Linked DNA regions of Mus musculus: region 2 is linked to region 1. The links are chromatin contacts, called in public promoter capture Hi-C maps. All regions are on one chromosome and are shown on one strand. Each heading gives the region's core, a stretch centred on a gene start, on an enhancer-like site or on the middle of the called end of the contact. The rest is flanking DNA. Distances are from core to core; before and after follow the strand shown. Region 1 overlaps Morc3 (microrchidia 3). Region 2 overlaps Ttc3 (tetratricopeptide repeat domain 3).

What was found. Promoter capture Hi-C pulls out the DNA fragments that hold promoters and counts their contacts.
Region 2: a promoter capture Hi-C map of cranial neural crest shows a contact between it and region 1, with 4 times the contacts expected there. The contact joins two enhancer-like sites. A contact is called at or near these places in 4 of 39 promoter capture datasets (the C10 cell line, cranial neural crest, frontonasal cranial neural crest and 1 more), 3 of 484 Hi-C or Micro-C datasets (LSK cells, cortical neurons and embryonic stem cells), 2 of 115 datasets of contacts at active chromatin or transcription factors (embryonic forebrain and stem cell-derived neural progenitor cells) and 1 of 9 other capture datasets (embryonic stem cells).

Annotation. Positions count from the first base shown.
Region 1 is chr16:93,873,583-93,877,052 of GRCm38.p6, forward strand. It overlaps Morc3 (microrchidia 3), which reads left to right. Exons shown (of 17, transcript NM_001045529.3): 17 at 1,177-2,491. The coding sequence ends at 1,330. Among named protein-coding and RNA genes, the nearest start is that of Chaf1b, 8.6 kb to the right of the region's middle. Within about 2 kb of position 1,504, at least 4 of the 459 cell types and tissues checked have an H3K27ac peak or open chromatin away from gene starts, as enhancers often do.
Region 2 is chr16:94,447,693-94,451,162 of GRCm38.p6, forward strand. It overlaps Ttc3 (tetratricopeptide repeat domain 3), which reads left to right. Exons shown (of 46, transcript NM_009441.2): 35 at 307-456; 36 at 3,328-3,467. Among named protein-coding and RNA genes, the nearest start is that of Gm23692, 20 kb to the left of the region's middle. Within about 2 kb of position 1,674, at least 17 of the 459 cell types and tissues checked have an H3K27ac peak or open chromatin away from gene starts, as enhancers often do.

The DNA of each region.
Region 1 (3,470 bases), core at 254-2,753:
AAAAAACTGAGCTTAATCTTTGAAAGTGGGCTAAATTTTACCATGACTGACATAGGACTCACCCCACCCCACCCCCGCCGTGTGTGTGTGTGTGTGTGTGTGTGTGTGTGTGTGTGTGTGTGTAATATTTAGTATACTATTAATAACAGATGAGGACCAGGACATACTGTTAGCACATCCTATTAACTAAGAGCTTGGGCTTTTGTTTAGATTTTAGTGGAGCTGGCGAAGGCTTTCTTTGGTGTGCTATCTTAACTATATACTATGTGGATGCTGGAACGTAAGCCAGGTCCTGTGGAAGAGCTACAAGCCTAAACAAACAAATCATTACCTACCTCTCTGACCAAAAGCAACTTGGGGAGGAGAGGACTTCTTTGGCTCATGCTTCCAGGAGAAGTGAGAGCAGGAGCTCGAGGCAGGAAGTGTGGAAGAGGGCTGACTGCTGCTCACTTCCTGACTCCTGCTTAGCTTAGACTCCTAGAGACCAGCTTGAACCATGAAAGCTGCTCTCGAGTTATTCTAGTCCTGTCAACCTGACAAAGTTTACTAGGACAGACGGGTTTAGAGAAATCTCAGTTTAACTCAGCCTCCTTAACATTGCTCAAACCAAAGTTTTGGAAACTTACTCAACGACAGAAATTTTTATCCTTTTATTCATAATTAAGGAACTGGGAGGTGGTGGTGCACACTTTTAATCCTAGCACTTGGGAGGCAGAGGCAGATGGATCTCTGTGAGTTCAAGGGCAGCCTGGTCTATGGAGCAAGTTCCAGGACAGCCAGAGCTACACAGAGAAACTGTGTCTCTAAAAACCATAATTAAGGAACAATTCAGTTTATTTTCATCAGCGGGAGGTTGAAGTCCAAAGCCGCTCTTGATGAATATTGTCACTGTCGCACTGCTGTTTGTCCGGGGGATAGCAAGTGGGAAGTAACATCTAATTTGTATGTTGAACCACATGTTTTATAAAACTTGTTCTTGGACTTAGCCTAGCATCTAGTGAATCCATTGGCTGTTAATTAAATCCAGTTCTTTAATTGGTAGTGGTGGTGGTGGGGTTCTTTTCACTTTATTTTCTTTTATTCAACAGACATTTTTATCTTTTCACTTTTAAGTTCCATAAGAGAAGTCATTTATATTGTAATTCTCACCTGATTAGCCAATGCCTGTGTTTGCAGCCTCAAACTTCGTTCTCTTCGAGTCAACGTAGGACAGCTGCTGGCTATGATCGTGCCTGATCTGGATCTTCAGCAGGTCAATTATGACGTGGACGTAGTCGATGAGATTCTAGGACAAGTGGTGGAGCAGATGAGCGAGATCAGCAGTACTTAAGTGCAGACGTCTGGTGATGGTTTCAGCTCTCACGTAACGCGTGCCAGGTCACAGACTGAAGAGCGGCATCTTTCTGTATTCTATGCATTCGAGTGTCCCAGGCACTGTGGACACACAACTCTTGACATAACCTGTGAACTGCTGGGGTTGAGCAGCGTAATAGCGAACTTAGCCTCTGTTCTAAATGTCAATATTTGTATTAAGTCCACAAATATTTTTTTATTGCCCTAGAGACTGGTGTTTTTCACCAAGAGCTTTTCAGGTTGTTACAATACAGTTTGTGCAATTTTTCTGGCTCCCTAAATGTATTTTTCTCAAAATCGAGGGCTGTGCCATAGTGTATGTAAATGGATAAGTTGCTACTGTTGTTTCCTTAAATGAGCATAAGACAGGATTTGAAATAATGTCATGGCACTCCTAGCGGGGTCTGCTTGTAAGGGAATTGAGCATTACTGCTGTTTTCTATGAAATCCTGTCTCTGACATGATTCTGTTCATAGAGAGGAAAGCCAAAGCTAGCTGAGTTTGCCTGGCTTTTTCTTGTGGTAAGATTGCTAATTGTCAAGTAAAAAGTGTTTTCCAGGACAAAGAAAAGATCTTTAAAGTGTTAAAAAATATCCAGTGACAACCATGTTTACTTTGAAGCCCATTTTTGGCTGTTGATTCAGCATGAAGTGGGTGCAATAATTATTTGAGATTTCTTTTTGTGAAATTTCCTGTATAGCCTTTGTAGGGTTACTGCAGGTTAATGTAAGCTGAGAAGGTAGTCTTTCTCAAACAGTACTGCATATCTTTTACTGTATTATGAATGTAAGTGTTTTTTAGCCTGGAGTTAATCATAAATGGGCCTGGGATCATAGCACCATATGCTGTAAAATATGCTTTTACTGGTCCCAAGTTTTGTGCAATCTGAAAAGAGGTGGCTTTTTATTATATATGTAACTGTATATAATTAAGAATCATATTTTCCACAACTAAAAATGTGTTATTTTTTCCAAAGTTTTATTGTTGCTATTTATTTTAACTTTTGTTTCTGAAAATTCAGTACATACTCATTGTGTGTGTGGTTAACTACACATCTGTTGTATACGAAGTTGAATCTTTATGTATAGTACCTTCTGGGAATTGCAAATAAATGAAGTTCTTGTTTTTATTTACTCGATAAAGGTAACTGAAAGTTATTTCCTTACGAAGCTGATTTTCTCTTGAGTTGTGCTAATGTAACGGCAGATCCTCCCAGTTCACATCAGATCCTCCCAGTTCACATCAGATCCTCCCAGTTCACATCAGGCTTTGACTTTAGTTCACTGCAGAATGCGCTACTCTCTTAAGTCTTAAGACTCCATCAGGCCAGCAGGGCGTGGTGGCGCACGCCTTTAATCCCAGCACTTGGGAGGCAGAGGCAGGTGGATTTCTGAGTTCGAGGACAGCCACGGCTACACAGAGAAACCCTGTCTCGAAAAAAACAAAAAAACAAAAAACAAAAAACAAAAAAAAAAGGCTCCATCAGGAAGGCCAGGCTCACTGCTCTCGAGAGTAGAAGTTTCCTTGTTTTCAAGGGTCCTGGGGACAAATCTGGAGCTCTGTACTCTACCACTGAGCCTCGTGCCAGCCCAGTATGGAAGTGTGTACGCTGGGCATCTTGTTTGGATGACAGCATCTATGTAAGTCATGGAGGTTTCGAGGATGTTTACACAAAGGTTCTTGGAAGATGCCATGTTTCTTTTGGTTGTCTAGGCCCTTTAAGATGTATTTTATCTGGCCGTGATGTGACTTAATGAGAAATCAGTCATAGAATTCCTAAAGTAATTTGTTCACAAAACTGGTTCTTTGAAGTGTTTTCATATGTTTGCCCTGTTAACAAAGAGGCTAAACGGTGATGGGAGACAACGGCGCACACCTTGCCAGATGTATGACGCTAGAGGAGTGCTCTTCCTGTTCCAGTGCACAAGTTACCAGAGAACCCGAGGAAGGTTGCCAGACGAGTCTTTTACAAACGAGACCCACTTTGGCCAGCTGCAGAGTGACAGCTGAGACCACACAGAATAGAAATGGTGTTGCATATCCATGTGTCCTTTTGGATCTCAGCTCCCTTCTGTCCTTGAGCATTTCATACACAGCCAGCCTTCTGACACTGTGGC
Region 2 (3,470 bases), core at 424-2,923, 570 kb after region 1:
TAGAGGGTGGGTACGAAGGGACAGGAAGATGAGTGGGATGGGTGTGCATGAGGTGAGAGTCACAAACCAATCAAAAGTTAAAGGAAAGTTTTATTACAAATTTCAGTAGTAAAATAATAGCGTTAGGGAAAAAAAAAAAAGCTGGCTCTGCTGAATGGTACTTTGTAGAGGTTTTAATTTCTGGATTATTACATTTCCCATGTAAGTTTTCCTTTTCCTGTTACTGTTACTCTCCTTTGAGACAGTTTGAAATAGATCATAAATTCTCAGGAGTTGTAAATTGACGCTTTTGTGGCTTACTCCTAGGGGGACCTTTCCCAGAAGGAAAAGGAGTGCCACCTACTCAGAGAGCAGCTGAAGGTAGCATGTGAGAACTGCGAGCAGATAGAACTCAGGAGCTCACAAGAGATCAAGGACCTGGAGGAAAAGCTGCAACGGCACACAGAGGAAAACAAGGTAAACCTCCCTGAGACTCGGTGATGGCTGCGGTGAGTGGCAGTGTTTGTCAGCCTCAGTCAGCTGAGCTGCACCAGTGGCCACACAAGAACTCCTTCTCAGGAGCCTCTCTCACTTTTCCCTGCAGCACACCCAGTGGCAGTGCTCCTTGTAGTGATGTAGAACCTTACCAACTGTTTTGAGAAAAGGACTATAAATCTGGGATTTAATTTAATTGCCTTGTCTGTTTGACTGAAACTCTTCTGTGTTTAATTCCAAGTTAAATTCCTGTCTGCGTTGTGAGGCACTATCAGAGGAGAGGTCACAAATGTGAGCCTGCAGCCACTCGTGGTTCCGTCTAGAACTCTTCCGACAGAGCAGTTAGCTTACTTAATATCACTGAACTTAGTTTGCTTATCTGGAAGACTTGGGGTAAAACTCTGTGGTAAAGAATGAGGGTTAATAAGTAATTGACTCTGTTCCTATCCCTCATCTTCATGAGGAAATGTCAGAATAACTCATGGAGCCTGTGCTGTATTCAAGTCTCTGGAGTATCTGGTTTGAATTCTATTAGTTGAGACTGACCATCAGTTATTTAGTGAAGTGGTACCAGTTGGCAAAAAAAAAAAAAAAAGGTGGCTTTAGTGGCAAGGAGATTACAGGTGTGAGAAAATGATGTTCCTTTTCATAAAGGGAATGGAGAGACCCATTTAAGAAGGAAAAAATGGTTTGAGAAGTCAGAATTAACATCTGGAATAATACATTAAGTAGTAGGAAATTAGCTTAATTAGGAAACTTGTCTATTAGAATTGGAGTATACCTGGAAGAAAGGAGATAGAGTAAGTGTGGCAGCACTCCCAGGACCTGTTCACAGAGATCGGCCTAGGGATACCAGTAAAAAGAAAAAAAAAAAAAAATTAAAGCCTACTTAGCATATGATTCGTGGAATGCAAACTTGAATAAACTACTTGAGAGATATAATAAAGTAAAATAATGATACAAATGTGGTATTGCCTCAGGAAGATTTGAACAGTAATCCATGTGGCCTTGTTTGAGTGGCAGGCAGATTCAGGCACATAGTACTTCACATAGGCATTTGGTGAGTGAAGTTTGTGAAAGAGACGTCTCCAGCTTCACACACTGGTGGTCAGACTTGGTACTTTATTCACACAGCTCATCAAGCCTGTTTGTACAGATGTTCTCTACCTTGGGGATAGAGCGCACCCAAGAGGAAGACTGACAGAGCAGCAGCTCTGACCGCGGTTCTCTGTCTAGCTCCCATGCCCTTGAGGTTTCAGACGTCTGAGAGAGGGTCTTACTGCGTAATCTGGGTTGGGCTCAAAGTCCATGGCCTTTTATCTCGGACGTGTTGGGAGCATAGGCAGGCAGCCCATACCAGGTTCTTCTAGTGCCTTTTCTTTTTGTGTGGTTTGCATCTGGTGTCAAGATTGTTCTCAAGAACATGGTGAGTCCGTTACTGCATCCCTCAAACAACAGGTTCGTTCAGGTACTAGACTTAGTTGGCGAGCTGTGTACCCTCTTAAATTTCGAACCTGAGTTTCTTCGGTTGTGTCTACAAGAGTAGGTGGGAATGAATATGATCATTTCCTTTTACGAAGCAGCACGTGAACTCAGGTCAGAGTTTCACTGTGAGCATTGCGCAAACGCACATGATTTTAATTCTTTATGCTTTCATAACTGATTTCCTATAGGCAGTTTTGCCAAGCAGGTTCTCATCCTGTTGCATAACCATCTCCCTTTCAAAAAACCAGATCAAAGGTGAGATCATTGGCCCAGAGTGCAAACAGAGGTGGCCTGGCTTCCACTGGCATAGCAAGCAGATTTACATTGATCTTAGAAATAAAAATGACCATGTAGAATACAGGAGTTTGTAAGGATGGTAGGCACGGGGTCATCTAAGTCACAGAAGTGAAGTGATGTGTTTGGAATCAGCAAGATTGTATTAGAAAGGAAAATGTGGACAAGACCAGCCTAAGGGGACATCACAGAACTTTGGTTCCACTCCTGCCACTTTGTAAGAGAGCCCGTGTATCACATCCATTCAGGCTGTTCTCTGAATTGGGACTCAGGCTTGCAGGAAGACTAGTTAGCAGGGCCATCGCCAAAAACATAGAAACCCTGGGTGTCTAAGGCATAAGAGAAAAGGGGAGAAATGGCCTCTTGAGTCTGTATCATTTTTTACTTTAATGCCATTACTTCCTATTACATTTGAGTAGTTGAATGTAGGGTGCACCATCCGTTTGAGGGAGAAAGCCCATGTTTTTGTAACTGAATCTTTGTTCTCAGTGTGTTCTGAACCAGCAGGATCAGGACCTCAAGAATTAATAAGAAACTAGTCTTTCTTTAGCAAATAGGAGTACAGAGTTTTATTAAGCATGTATTGGTAGTTGTGGAATTTGAGACTGGACACTATTTAACATTTCCATGTTCACATATCTCAAAACCAGCAGTTACTTAAGGAGCTGGGGTCTGGGAGTGGCGCTGACCCTCGCCCTCCAGGAAGGGAACCAGCATTGCCTCCGGTGTGTCTCTGCCACACTGCCTGAAATTCAGGCAGGTGGTCAATCCAGATGCCTTTAATGGCCAGCCACGGGCATCTTATTTGTATTTCTAGAAACAAAACCTACTGGGCTTGCCAGCTAAAACATATGCAGGCTTCTTGTAGGTAGGTAACTGTGTAGGCTGAAGCGTGTGGTACAGAGTTCTTCTGAGTACCTTCCTGCAGGGAGTGCATGTGGTCGCCTGTGGCTGTGCTGTGAGGACGCCGCTCCCTGGACTTGAGCTGCTGCGTATGCTGAGACACCGTCAGGTTCTTTTCCTCTCTAGAAAGTATTGCCATGATTATTCATATATTTTCTAAAATGCTTCTAGATCTCAAAGACGGAATTAGACTGGTTCCTCCAAGATTTGGACAGAGAGATTAAAAAGTGGCAACAAGAGAAAAAAGAAATCCAAGAAAGATTAAAAGCCCTGAAGAAAAAAATTAAAAAGGTTATCAATACCAGTGAAATGTA